Regions from separate parts of the Mus musculus genome. Here all the other regions are linked to region 3. A link is a contact called in public Hi-C and promoter capture Hi-C data. All regions are on one chromosome and are shown on one strand. The core of a region is the stretch at or near the end of the contact, and the rest is flanking DNA. Distances in the headings are between cores, read along the strand shown.

Region 1 (2,700 bases), core at 201-2,700, 600 kb after region 3:
ACTAAATCTTATCAAGAACTCCTCCTGTCTAAAACACGTACCCTTTTTAATGCTGTTGTCAACCAAATTTAAACATGATGAATTTAATACCCCTAGTACCAAACTGTAATACCTTAAGCCCTCAACGAATGTAGGTCAAACAATACATTAAAATTATGTTTCTTTCCAGTGTTTACAAATCAAACCTCTGGAACTGGGACACCTACTTGAGGTGTGGCAATGTTTTAAGACTAAATCTTACACTTACGTGTCAATACTAAATGCTTCCGCCTATGTTACTCCATTTCATGTGTATTATAAACTGCCAATTATACAGTTAGTAGACAATGATGATTTTAGAATTAGTCAAAAAAAAAAAAAAAAGGAAAACTGCTTTTATTGATCCAAGGATCGTCATGAAAAGACATCTGTAAGTTCAGAGCCTAACAAGACCTAGCCTTACAATCTGATATGCATAGACTTGTGGGAAAGAAAAACGGGTTTCATTCCCGGAATCTCTTGGCAGGTGTGCACTCTGTCACAGGTCCTGATGAATAGAGAAGCAAAGTAAACAAGAGCCACTCCACTCTTAGAGGCTGATCCCAGCTGTCAAGCTGGGGAAGCGGGCGAATGACTGTTGCTAAATTTAAGTATTTCAGGAATTCCAGCGGTCGTTTTCGCCCCACCTCCCCGCTGCTTTCTTGGGACCCCAAGTTTCCCAAATATCTTGGGACCCCAAGTTTCCCAAATATCTGGAAGGCCAGCGAGCTGTGTTTACGTCTTGTCGTCCCCGAGACCGCACAATGTCAGTGACACCCTTGCGCTGCCGGTCCAGGCGACTAGCCCGACAACCGGGCACAGACTCCCCAAAAGTGACAGGCCCCAAGAAGGGCTGCACGGGGGACACTTTTAACGAGTGTTGCGTCGCACTCGGTTGTTCTCCCTGAGTTGAGGCGAGATGGCCTCATTCCAGCCCCCAAACTCCGAAGGCCCGAGAGCTCACAGGCCAGCGATAGCCCACCGGGTTTCCTTCCAATCCGACAGCCAGGTACTCCAGAGGCTCGTAGCGCCTCGCAGCCTTCAAGCCCTCCTCTCCCCCCGGGATCCCCACAGGTTCACTCGCCGAGAGCCCAGAGCGGGCACCGGCTCGGGACTACTTCGTTACCTCTCTGCGCGGAGGTGAGCGAAGTGGTGAGAAGCCGGGCGGCCGCAGCGCCGCAGGTACAAGCGCCGCAACTGGACATCTCCGCGGGGCCTAGGCCAGGGCTTCGCGCCCTGAGGATCGAGGGGGCTCAGCGACCCGATCGTGTCGCGCGAGTGTTCCGCTGACTGGCTCCGCTCCCTTCCGTCGGTTCTATGCTGGCGCAGCGTTTTCCCCACCAGGCAGCCAGGCCTGGACGATCCCAGCGTCCCACCGCCTTCTACTCACCGGAGTAGGCTCCTCCCCTCCTCCCCTCCCTCCCTACTCTCCCCCATTCCCCGCCCACCCCGGCCGGGGAGCGTGCGCGCGCTTGCGTCCTAGACCCAGGAGGAGGCGTGAGTTTACGCTGCGCATGCGTGGAGACTAACGTGATTCCAGAGAATGGGGCGGTAACCTGGGCACCAATGAGCGCGCTACGGCAAGCGGCGAACCCAAAATTTTGCGGTCGCCTAATTTCTCGGGAAGTCTCTTTATTCGGATGTTAAAAAGTTTTAGACCCAAAGAGACACGCGCCGTGTCGGGAGTTGACCCTACGCTTCTTAGGAGCAGGGGAAATAAAAGCGCAAAAAGGTGAGGATCTTTTTTAAGTGATCCGAAAACTAAGAATGTAATTCAGTGGTAAAGACCATAATCCCACATAATAATTATAAACAGACAGTAACTACCAGGCGCTTGCACTTCGGCAAGTTCCTTCCTTCATGGACTCTATATCCTGGCTTCCTTTATGTTCGCTGTTTCGTTTCATTTGCAGCATGGAAATGGTCTCCTAATCCCACTCCCACTCCGAGCAACAAGCTGGATAGAGCTAGCTTTCCTTGCTCTTTCAAGCTTTGTGATGATAAAGTTTTCAGTCGGGGCTAGTTGCCTGTGTGGATTTTTGTTTTGGTTTTCTGAGCGAGGGTTTGTCTGTGTAACCTTGGCTGTCCAAGAACTCCCTCTGTAGACCAGGCTGACCTCGAATTTAAGAGTACTGCCTCTAACACCATATGGGTTTTATTTGGGTTTGGTTTGGAATTTATGCCAGAGTAATTATATATATATCATCAACTCTAGCCGCCAAATTGCTAGGTGGCCTGGAACTTGTTCTGTAGCTGAAAATGGCTCTGAACATCTGATGCCTGTGCTCCCACCTCTAGATGAGACTACCGAGTTGTACCACACCCTGCTGGAACCTTTAGACAGAAACTGTGAGGAAAGAGAATTAAGCCAGGATCAACACCAGTTCACTTACATTAACCAGCGTCAATCTCCAGCCAGAAAAGTGACTTCCAGTTCCCCGGGTCTAGCTCACAGAAGGGGAATTCCAGGTGGTTCATACTACTACAGGGTTCTTTCTTAGAGAGCTGACTCGTGGTAACACCTCATGGTAAAGTTTCAGAGATGAAAGAGAATTCTTGTCTTTCTTCACTAAGACCCACTCCTTCTTCAGCTGCATCCAGGAATACAGTTGTGAGGAGAGACTCAAGTCCTCTCAGTATGTTGCTTTCCAACTGTGTTCTTAGACTCTCTCAGAAGCTCTC
Region 2 (2,700 bases), core at 138-2,637, 940 kb before region 3:
AGCCCAAGATATTGGCTCTGTATCTACAGCGTTTCAATTCTCCACAAACATGAATGTAATTAGTCAATATTAACCTTGTAGCATTCTTAACATAGCTGTGGTTGTTTGTCCTGAAATTTAAATTCAGATATGATTAGAGAATGCCTTTAAAATTTTTTAAGTTTTTGGAGATCAGGGCTGTTAGTGGCACAGAAACCAACTTGTCAGAACAACTCGTCAGTATTTCATTATTCCTTTTCCATAGGGGATGATTCACCTGGGTCATACCAGCCCAGTTGGATTTTTACATAGGATGGGAGCCCCACATTCCTGCAACCACGGACACAGAAAAAATACTTACTTTAAAGGAACCGTGCCCCTGTCCTGCTGTTTACTTCAATTGACCTTCAGCACAAAAGTGGCCTGGTAATCTCCCTTAGACCACCTTACAGTTGGCCAGCACCAGGGACAATGTGTACCCACAGGCAAGAGGGCTGGGGCACAGCTTTTAAGTCTTCAGTGAGCCACGCTTTGGAATAAGGACCTGCAGCGCTGGCAAGTCTGAGGCTTGGTGTAGCCCTTTGCCTCTCGGAGGTCTAGGCGCCCGCCCAGTTCGGCGGGCAACTTTCATTGCCCCAAGAAACCTAGAGAAGAAACCTTGAAGGACCCCTTTCCATTCTCAGCACCCCGAGTGCTCTGAAGAACTGCCCAGCCCTCAAGGCCCCGCCCCGCAGTCTGACGGCACGTGGAGTCCCAGGAGGCCGCGTTGCTGCCCAGCCTGCCCGCACACCGAATCCTTCCAGGCTGCACCTCCGCTCTGACCGCTTGTGAAGCCCCTCGAGGCCCTGTCCCCTGCGCTGTACGCACGCAGAGACACTAGAGGCCGCCCCGGTTCTGACAGCACGTGGAGCCCCTCGAGGAACCGCCTCTCTGACAGCTTCTCGATGCCGCTGCACAGGTTCTAACAGTACTCTGAGCCTCTCAAGAAATAGCTTCCCGAATCCTGCACCGCCATTCGCTCTCAGCGCCTGGAGCACCTCCTGGAACTACCTCCCGAGATCCGCCTGGACACCCCTCTGCGACTGACCGTTGTGCGATACAGGCTCTGTTTTTCGAGCTCCGCCCCCGCCCAGTCCTGCCTTGCTGTGGAGCAGCTCGAGGACCCGCCTCCTCGACTCCACCCCGCCCTCTGCAAAAACAAGCCGCGGAGCATCTCAAGGCACTTCATCTAGAGCGCCGCTCCGCCCTCTGCTCTGACTGGCTGTGTCCTGCACCGCCCCCAGGCTCTGATTGGCCAGAAACCGCCCCTAAGGCACCGCCTCTCGTACGTCCCGCCCTCCGCTCAAAAAAGCCTTGGAGCACCTCGAGGCCCCGCCTCCCGGGCTTTGCTCCGCCCCCTTCTCTGATCGAGCCCGGAGTACCTGGCAGGCCTGCCCCGCCCCGCATTCCGCTAAGAAATCGTCCCAGTCACCTCGGATCCACTCAGGTCCCCCGGGACTGGCTTCTGTGGGTACCATGACGCTGCCTGTGTTCTTCGGTTGCGCCTTCATCGCCTTCGGGCCCGCGTTCGCACTCTACCTCTTCACCATCGCCACCGACCCTTTGCGCGTCATTTTCCTCATCGCTGGGTGAGGTTGAGCCGAGTCCCGGACACCGCGGGTCCCTCCCTCTCCTGGGTTTCCACGACCCCGGGATCCCCATCTCCCAGTGGCTCCCAGCTTGTGGGACTGTCCAAGACTGGGGGGAGGGGGTTCAGGCTGAGCAGGCGAGTCCTGCGGGTCTTGGCTTCTGTGGAAGATGGGAATAAGTGGATACATTCGTGTATGGAGCCTTAGTCTTTCCGTAGGAATTTCTCATTTCACTCAGTGCTCAGCGGCATCGAAGAGCTGTTCTCACTCTCTGCCATTAAAGACACCTGGGGATCAGTTGTCCACCTCCTCAACCCCCGTTCTTGGACTCAGAATGCCTGTGAGGAATTTGGGCTCAGATTTTTCTTGTAGGCCCCTGGGTAATGGTTGGGGTGCAGCCAATGGTGAAAGCCTGAGAAAACCGCTGCAACACCTGACCAGTCTTGCTGAGAACTTGGTAAATATCTAACTCTGCTGGTGACTGCGGTCTTGATCCCTTTGCACCTGCTGAGACTGAGTTTCTGAGACTTGGCACCCAGGCAACTCACTGGCTAGCCAGGAACTCCAGCCTCTCTGCGTTCTTTTTTCCTGTAATAAATAGTGCTCCTTCGCTGTTGGCATTAAAAATCAATAGAGTCTGTTGAACGTCAAGCTTGCTGTGTCCTTAAAGTCCACAGGAAGGTTGTAAGAACCGGGCCTGGAAAACAACTAGACCACAGCATGGGTTTTCAACTTCTGAGTTTTCCATGGTGCACACAATAAATACAGGTGTAGGTGTTTGTTTTCCTTCAGAAAAGATACTTATCTTTACAGACAGCTAAGCCATTAAATTCACATTTTCTAGGATATGAAAATTGTAACAGCCACTGGTTATATGTTTCTATGGCACACCAATGAGGCAAAGCAGTAACCAACTTCCTCGTTGCCAGTCCTTGGCAGATAGTGTTCTGGTGTACACAGACAGGGTCACTGAATCGTCCTTGTTGAGGGCATCTGACGTTCCTCTTGGACTGTTTTTTCACTAGGAGGAAAATGGACCATTGATTAGCAAATGCTGATTCGGAATACCATGTGAAGGGGTTCTTTCCTAAAA
Region 3 (2,700 bases), core at 20-2,519:
GGGCTACCCTGAATTACATGAGAACGTGTGTGTGTGTGTGTGTGTGTGTTATTCCAGCAGTGGGGAGATGGAGGGCAGAAGGATCTGGAGTTCAAAGGTGTTCTTTGTACATAAAAATGTTGAGGCCAGCCTGGGCTACATGAGACCTTGGAAGAAGGAAAAGGGAGGGAAGGAGGGAGAACAAAAGGGAGGAGAGAGTTAAAAAGGAAGGTCGGATAGGGGAAGAACTGGGGAGTAGAGGAGGAGGGAAAAGCAGAGACAAAAGCAAACCAATCTGGGGCAGTGTGGTTAGCTCAGCGGTAGGGTACTTGTTCAACATGGGCAAGGAAGGCCCAGGGTTCAGTTCCCAAAGATTGCATGCATGGTCAAACAGACACTCACATACATCCCCCAACCGGAAACGCGGTAGTACAGTCAATCATCACCATAAATCTAATGAGGAGACACTTAAGTAGCCTCCAAGAAAATAGTAACTGTTAACAATTTTTAAAACACCATTCAGAAAAGAAAAAAAAAAGTTTAAAAATATACTGCCCCTCACCACCAAGACATGAATTTTCCATTGGACCCTCACCCCCATCCAAGCCTGCTGAAAGACTAAGGCTCCCTTAGAGGGCGAGAAAGAAATTTAGGTGTGAGAATGTCAACGGAAACAAATTCCAGAGGAAGGAAACTAAGTAAAAATAAATCCACCGCGGGTCAGGACCACACAGGTTAGTACTGCCTTGCCCGGCCTGATGCTCTCGGGGTGTTACTTCAGAAGCTTCCACGACCCTTCCTACCTTTTCTCGACGAACTTGAAGAATTGGTGACAAAGGTGGAGGAGCCAAGCACCTTCCTAGGGGCTTGAGAAGCCACCGCTGCAGAGAGAGATAAATAGGGGCGTTCAGAAAAGGCAGGAGGGTTCGGATCCCCGAGCTTTGTTCTACAACAGTCCCAGGCCAGTAAAGAGGAGGGAGATGAACAGCAGCAAACGACCTTGCCTGTTCTCTGCAGCTTATTAGCAGTGAGGGCCGGGAGCCTGCCTTCTAGCTGCTCAATGGGAGGCAGCCATGGGCGTCTCCACCCCTGGACAGGCTGCCTAGGGAACCCCCTGCCACCTCGCTGCATCATTTACCTTTTCTGTAGGCTCCTGGAACGTAGTTTGCTTTGGTCCGCACCATGTTCACACAAGAAGAGACAACTTTCACCGTCACCCCAACTGCAGATGTCTCAATTAGAGAAGAACCCGAAAATGATGTTCCCGCCACCGTTTAAATGGGTCTCTTTCCCGCGCGCTCCAAGCGCTTGAGAACCTCGATTCTTATTGGTTCCGCGCCTTCACTCTGGACCAATTGACAGCGTCCAGCAGTGACAGCCTCGAGACTTAAGGTTTTGCTGGCCAGTCAGTCCATCAGCCCCAGTGGTCGTGATTTGTACCTCCCTGGTAGGCGGTGCTAGGACTCTGGGTGGGGGAAGAGGGGGGCACGAAGTATGGAGGTGAGGTAGATAGGTTGTGAACTAGCCAAAATAAAACCAAGTAGAGATAGGGATTGTAAAATTTCTTCAAAAGTTACCAGAGTTAAATCCATGATAATTAAACACTGAAAGTGAAAATTAAGTGGACTTTTCTATGTAAATCATAACTAAAGTTTAGTATCCTAAGGATGAACCCTACTGTGTTCTAAAACAACTTTCTGAGGCGGGAGAAAGGAAAACTCAATTTAGTTTATTTAGTTTACAGTGTTTTAAAAACCGTTTTCAGATCGCATGAGACAAAAAATTAGGACAAATTGTCCATACACATATAAAAATAAGTAAATAAAATTTAAAAAACATGGCCAAAGAATTTTTTAAATGCCAAATGTAAAAGGGTCACAGCACCAACCCACGTGAGGATAACCCTGCAAAAAAGAGATCATATTGTCTGACCCATATTTCAAATTACAATATTCCTAAGAATTTGTGTTTGTTCTGAATGCCATGCACGAAACAAAACCGTATGTGCTTGCTGCAGAATGCTGTCTGTTAATGCTTGTTTAAAAGATGACCCTTCAGCATGTTACAGAACTACTTTTCTGCAGTGAATTATGCTTGAACAGCAATGAAATCTATTCAGGGCCTTAACCAAATCAACAATTAATAGTATATTCAATTTAAAGATTTTAAAGCCAGGCCTACTGCACCTTGTAATCTCAGCCCTGAGGAGGCAGAGAGACTGGGAAATTGTGAGTTCCTTGCCAGTCTGGGCTAGATCACAATATTTTAGAAAAAAGAAAAAAATATAGAAAGGAAGAAAAGAAAAGGGGCACAGTAGTTGAGAGTATTGCTGCTTTTTCAGAGGAACCCAGTTCAATTCCTAGCACTAGCATGGCAGTTCATTCATGGCAGTAACCAAGCTCCAAGTGACTTGGCACCCTCACACAGACATGCAGGCAGGCAAAATGCCAATACACATAAAATTAAAATAAATCGTTTATTTAAAAAAAGAAAGGAAGGAAGGAAAGGAAAGAGCTAGACCGAAAAAACAGGAGCTGGAGAGGTAACTCAGCAGTTAAGAGAACTGGCTACTCTTCCAGGGACCCTGGAGTACACAGGTTCAATTCCTAGCACCTCCATATCAGCTCACAACTGTTTGTAACTCCAGCTCCAGGGGATCTGACACATTGACACAGACACACTCAGGCAAGATGGGAATCAATGCACATAAAATAAATCATC
Region 4 (2,700 bases), core at 64-2,563, 930 kb after region 3:
CTGTACACAAAAATACACTTTCTTATTTAAGCAGAGCCACCAGGGAGTCCTGCACTTCTGCTCAGGTGCAGTTTATCCAGCTCTTGTGGGTCACATTTATGCACGGAAGCCTTTATGGTTTTTAAAGCTGATGATCACGCCCTCACCTCTTAAGAGATTGAGAAACAGTTTTCTGGATCAAGTACCAACAAGCACTTCCAGTCCATGAAATTGCTGCTAGCACTGCAATGGGTGACCGCAGCTGTCAGTCTGGCCTTCTCTGAAGACACCTGAGAAGCTGGCTCTTTCTCCTGACTGATGCATTTGTGTCAGGGCCCGAGTGCACTTCCTCAGCCGTGGCCGACTTGTGGCAATCCAATTTTGTTTTTGGGTTGTAAGCACTGGGATAAACGAAAGAATGGAACGTCCCTGAAGGCTGTTTCACTCAAGCAGTCTGGGCTTAGCCACAAAACTGAAAAATAAAAGATCTCTCATTAGTAGATAACACGATGTATTTCTCACTTGGGCTGACTCTGATCAAATTTCCCCACACCGCCCTCAGCCTTTCCAATTGGTACCATTTTACAATGTTTCAGATAACCAAGGGTTTTCTTTCTCCTGGACAGTCTACTCCTGATGATACATCCTCGCCACATGACTGCTCTAAAAGCCATCAATTACATTTATAGTTCTACTCTGAAGGGGATCATTAGCCCATTCATAGCAATTTGACGCTCAGGAATCTCTCAAAGCTCCACTTCAGTTTCTAAGTGCATACACGTCGGCTTTTCTGTCGCTCTGGCTTGCCCTACGAATTCCTCTAAATTCTCAGATGATTAATATCTGAATGGGTAGCCTGAAGTGCAGCAGAGTTCACTTAAGACTGCAACTGAAGAATAGACCTTTACCTTTAAAACGAGCCCAAAACATTTGTTGTATGGAACTCTCGGGGAAAGAGGGGACGGAAGTCTCAGGGTCCAGGGACGGAAGACTCTCAGGGGAGGAAGAAACACGGCCCCAAGCGCGGAATCCTGCTGCTTACAAGACCCGGGCCACACAGAGGGCAGGCCTGTCGCAGGCCCTGGAGCCAGCGCCCCTGAGACCGCCACCCTACGCGGGCCTCAGAGAAGGTCCGCCGCCCGCCCTGTGTTGTTCCTTCCACTCCTTCCCCTGTAACCCCAACCGCCATCGAAACACAGCCCTCAACAGGCACATTCCCTGACTTACCCGGAGCCCATCTCCAGCCTCTGTCCGTCCGCTTAAACCTTCCGTCCGCGCGCCATAGCCGGAACTTAAGGGCCGTGCGACATAAGGGAACCCGGAGGCAGCGAATAGCGTGGGCTGGGCGGGGCTTCCAGCCCACGGGCGCTGGGTTGTGGCTCTCCCGGGACGCTAGGGGGTGCTCCTCCTCTGTCTCTTGCCCACGGAGCCCCAATTTCCTCCCAGGCTGAGCCCTGCGGGGGGTTTCTGGCCCTTCCCCCTTTGTCTTACCCCATTCTGGGTGCCTCCCTCCATTTATCTCTGCTTTGCCTTTTTATTAACCTGTAGACCCCTGGCCAGTGTCTAACATTTCTGTCATTGCTTTTCTTCTTCAGAATTCTCAGTCACACCGACAGAACAGTAGGATGCTCTTCCTACTCTTAAAAAACTGTAATCCCCGGCTGAGTGCTCAGACTGTAAGCACCTGGCTGCCCTGAGTCTAAGTTGCATTGAGATCTTAGTACCACGTTATTTCCCTACCCTGACTTTGAGACCGGCAGAAGCGTGACTCAGTTATTGCTTTTGTGCCTGAGATGTGCTGAAGGTTTTGCTTTTAGGATTCCATGTAAGGCTTTGAGGGTCCCTGCCTGCTTCTCTCCACCAGGTGTCCCTAGCATAGCATATGCCTCAGGGAGTTCCTGGGCGGGGATGAGAGGGTGAGGTGGGCAAAAGGTGACTTGCTAACCCTGTGGGCTGTAGGGGCCTGGAGAATGTCAGTTAGTAGTAGGCCTCAACGGATGCTAACAGAACGCTGGGTAGTTATGGTTCAAAGACCAATACTTCACAACAGCAATTACAAGTGAGAACACAGAGCTCCCTGTAAAGTCTTAGGCATATGGCTTTCTTTAAGCTTATGGGTTGCAAGCGGGATAAGGAAGGGAAACTCTTAGAACTGACTTACCACAACTTGCTCCGTGGGAAAGTGTTTGTTGTTCTTTAATGTTTCCTCTTTCTATTAGAGGTGGCAGAGAAAGCCAACACTAGACTCTGGGGAACCAATATCAAGGCCGCATGGCCTGTAGACTTAGCTTTTGTTTGCTGCAGGACATCTTTCTCCAACCAGGCTAGTTTCAATATTTCAAAAGACCTTGCTATGTTTGAACAGTTATGGGGCTCTAGGTAAGTAAGAATATATAGCCTGATTACTTAGCCGTAATGGGAGAGATCTGGCCAAGACTATGCAGACAGAGGAGTTATCTGTCTAGTTGCTCTATTGTGGTGATGATTCAGCCATGGATTGCTGTTCTAGGCCAGCTTAGATACATGGTCTGGTTTATGACCTTAAAGACTAAACTTAAGTTAATTAGTTTGCTCATTTTTAATGATCTGATAGGTGTTCAGATTTGTTGTCGTCGTCCTCGTTCTGCTGAACAGCTGGCTTTTCGGTGACGTAGAAAGGAATAAGTCTTTTTTTTTTTTTTTTTCTTTTTTGGTTTGGTTTTTTGAGACAGGATTTCTCTG
Region 5 (2,700 bases), core at 199-2,698, 620 kb before region 3:
GGGTCTTCTGACAGCCCCGAGAAGATGCCACAGCACAGGAAAGAGGAGGCACATGTGTGTGTGACTGTCACCACTGGGCAGTAGCCCTCAAGGGAGTGGTGGCCATGCCAAGATCATTGGCCATTAAGACTTAGTAGTCTGTATGATGCCAAGATGTCATTGTGCACGTTACCATTCATTCTGGCTGCAGACGAATCACATCCTAGTCCCGCCTCACCAGCTGGGCTCTTCTGTGGATTGTTTCCAGGCAGAGCAAGCCGGGCAGTGGTGGCGCTCGCCTTTAGTTCCAGCACTCAGGAGGCAGAGGCAGGCGGATTTCTGAGTTCGAGGCCAGCCTGGTCTACAAAGTGAGTTCCAGGACAGCCAGGGATATACAGAGAAACCCTGTCTCAAAAAGCCAAAAAAAAAAAAAAAAAAAAAAAAGAGGAGGAGGAGAGGAAGGAAGAAGAAATGGCAGAGCAACAGCCATCAGGGGCCAGTCTTGTAGCCTACATGGGCAGGAGGAAAGGGGAGTAGTCATTAAGGGGTTCTGTGGAGTTCTTTCAGGGGAAGCTGTAGTAGTCTTAGGTTTCCACCAAGTTGTATGCACTTAGAGCAGCTTCATACTTCCAGATCTGCAGCACAGCTTCCTAAAAAGCAGGGCAGCTGGGGGCTGTGTGCAAGCATTGAAACCCATCAGACTTGCAGTTCACTTCCAGTTATTTACACTTCAATTAAGTGTTCAAAAATAGAAACTGCCCACCCTCACATATTGGGGAATGCTATCTAGGACAGATAATGAAACTCTGCAAATCACCCACGAAAAAGAACACATGCACCAGTCTGTCTGTCTCACACACACGTGCTAGCTTTTAAAATAACATTTCAGATGAATCTTATGACAGTTTAGGGTAAAAATGGAGCCATTTGGGCCTTGCCATTGGGGTTTAAAGATAGCTCATCTTTGCAAGGTAGCCATTAGTGTCCTGAGCTAAAGTACCAAGCATGATCCTCAGATTCCACTCACAGTTTGGGGCATGGTAAAAATGACCTCTTCCTAGCAAGGGTGAGCAGAGGAGCCGCACCGACACACTCTGATACCTAACAGCTAATACTCACTGTCCTGCTAGGAGAAAGGCTGCAAGCCCAGGAAGGGCTGTTGTCGCTAATTACCTCCAATGAAAACACCTTAGTAAAAGCCAAGAGCCCTGTGCTCAACACTTATCAGCTCAGAGGAAAAGAAATCCCTTTTAAGGAAAACTTGTAACTTCAATGGGCTGCTCTTCTGCCAGGACTTTCAGGCCCTCTGAACATAAGCCGAACCACAGATGGCTTCGAGTAAGTCTGGATCCTGACACCCGCCCTCCCCACCCCGAGCTTCAGCACCAGTTGTTGGCCAAAAATAAACACCATTCCTCAACCATATATGTCCACCAGTCCTGATCTGGGGAGGAAGCAGGAGGCAGGTCAGACCCTTTCTGGGCATTCACGTGCGGCCACCACTCACCATGCACATAACCCAGCTCAATCGGGAGTGTCTGCTGTGTCTCTTCTCCTTCCTGGACAAGGACAGCCGGAGGAGCCTCTCCAGGACTTGCTCCCAGCTCCGAGATGTGTTTGAGGACCCCACCCTCTGGCCCCTGCTGCACTTCCATTCTCTCGCAGAGCTCAAGAAAGACAACTTCCGGCTGAGCCCTGCGCTGCGCAGCCTGTCCATCTGTTGGCATTCCAGCCGTGTGCAGGTGTGCAGCATCGAGGACTGGCTCAAGAGCGCCCTCCAGAGGAGCATCTGCAGCCAGCACGAGAGCCTGGTTAATGATTTCCTCCTGCAGGTGTGCAACAGGTAGGCCACCTTGCCCCTGAGCACTGTGGCTTTGTTGGCCCTGGCTCCAGGGAGGGCTGGGAAGCACACATTCCAAGAGCAATATGGCTCAGATTGAGACCAAGGCAGACAACCAGTGCCCAAAGAGTTGGGTTAAATCGGCTCACTCTCAGCTCCTAAAAATGCTGCTGTGGCAAATGAAGTTGAGTTCAGCTGGGTTCAGCGGCTCCTTGGAGCAGCTGTCTTCACTGGCAGCCATTAAGGCCTGGTTGGGTTCAGCTGAGCCTGGATTTTCAAGGTCAGGCTCCCAAAGGCATCAGTTGGCTCAGGCCTCTAATTTGGCCAAAAATAAACACCATTCCTCAAACAAGAATGCAGTTACCGAGGCCTGAGAACTGCTGCTAAGGAAGGAGAGCTAGGGTGCTCAGGTAAGCTGAAGCAAAGCCTATGCAAAGTAGCAGTGAGCGTCTCCTCTGGGGAACACACTTGTCCTGCACAGCACTCAGGGATGGATTTCAACTGTCAGGGCATAAGGGATACTCTGAGACATAGTGTGCTGTGCCAGTGTAGGACTGCCAGATCTTAGCAAGTAAGATACACACCACCCAGTTATATTTGAATTTGAGATAAACCGTAATAGGGGATGCCCTGAAAAATCCCCTATTTGATCTTTTGATGCCACACATCCCTCCCTCCTCCCCCCAATCCCTTGCACAGGCTGAGCCACAAAATGGGTCAGTCACACCTTCCTGTGCAGGGAAGCTATGGCCAACATGGCTGTGCCAGCTGCTGAGGAGAAAGAGCTCCCTGCTAGCTAAGAAGCATGGGTGGTTGCTAGCTGCTGCCATCTAGGGTTAGTACCACTGTGGGCTGGCCTCACCACAGAAAGTAATTACAGG

The links. Promoter capture Hi-C pulls out the DNA fragments that hold promoters and counts their contacts. A called contact is a pair of places that touch in the nucleus more often than the background predicts.
Region 1: a promoter capture Hi-C map of erythroid cells shows a contact between it and region 3, with 17 times the contacts expected there. The contact joins the promoter of Clpx here to the promoter of Pclaf in region 3. A contact is called at or near these places in 6 of 39 promoter capture datasets (the C10 cell line, cranial neural crest, erythroid cells and 3 more), 1 of 484 Hi-C or Micro-C datasets (B cells), 4 of 115 datasets of contacts at active chromatin or transcription factors (the SCID.adh cell line, bone marrow-derived macrophages, epiblast stem cells and 1 more) and 3 of 9 other capture datasets (adipose tissue, liver and pancreatic islet).
Region 2: a promoter capture Hi-C map of pre-B cells shows a contact between it and region 3, with 3 times the contacts expected there. The contact joins the promoter of Aph1c here to the promoter of Pclaf in region 3. A contact is called at or near these places in 5 of 39 promoter capture datasets (the C10 cell line, the HPC-7 cell line, erythroid cells and 1 more) and 1 of 115 datasets of contacts at active chromatin or transcription factors (large pre-B cells).
Region 4: a contact with region 3 is called in a Hi-C map of B cells, with 8 read pairs. The contact joins the promoter of Ints14 here to the promoter of Pclaf in region 3. A contact is called at or near these places in 2 of 39 promoter capture datasets (cranial neural crest and liver) and 1 of 484 Hi-C or Micro-C datasets (B cells).
Region 5: a promoter capture Hi-C map of pre-B cells shows a contact between it and region 3, with 4 times the contacts expected there. The contact joins the promoter of Fbxl22 here to the promoter of Pclaf in region 3. A contact is called at or near these places in 5 of 39 promoter capture datasets (hippocampal neurons, liver, neutrophils and 1 more), 1 of 484 Hi-C or Micro-C datasets (CD4 T cells) and 1 of 115 datasets of contacts at active chromatin or transcription factors (memory CD8 T cells).

The regions. Positions count from the first base shown.
Region 1 is chr9:65,293,010-65,295,709 of GRCm38.p6, reverse strand. Clpx (caseinolytic mitochondrial matrix peptidase chaperone subunit) reads right to left here and starts at 1,450. Exons shown (of 14, transcript NM_011802.3): 1 at 1,145-1,450. The coding sequence starts at 1,223. It also overlaps the pseudogene Gm16218.
Region 2 is chr9:66,833,393-66,836,092 of GRCm38.p6, reverse strand. It overlaps Aph1c (aph1 homolog C, gamma secretase subunit), which reads left to right and starts at 1,387. Exons shown (of 6, transcript NM_026674.3): 1 at 1,387-1,607. The coding sequence starts at 1,495.
Region 3 is chr9:65,888,892-65,891,591 of GRCm38.p6, reverse strand. It overlaps Pclaf (PCNA clamp associated factor), which reads right to left and starts at 1,269. Exons shown (of 4, transcript NM_026515.2): 1 at 1,118-1,269; 2 at 783-860. The coding sequence starts at 1,163. All of the region lies in intron 1 of Trip4 (thyroid hormone receptor interactor 4), which reads left to right.
Region 4 is chr9:64,959,445-64,962,144 of GRCm38.p6, reverse strand. It overlaps Ints14 (integrator complex subunit 14), which reads right to left and starts at 1,313. Exons shown (of 13, transcript NM_001077631.2): 1 at 1,207-1,313; 2 at 147-451.
Region 5 is chr9:66,513,341-66,516,040 of GRCm38.p6, reverse strand. Fbxl22 (F-box and leucine-rich repeat protein 22) reads left to right here and starts at 1,448. Exons shown (of 2, transcript NM_175206.4): 1 at 1,448-1,822. The coding sequence starts at 1,488. It overlaps Usp3 (ubiquitin specific peptidase 3), which reads left to right. Exons shown (of 15, transcript NM_144937.4): 15 at 1-1,402.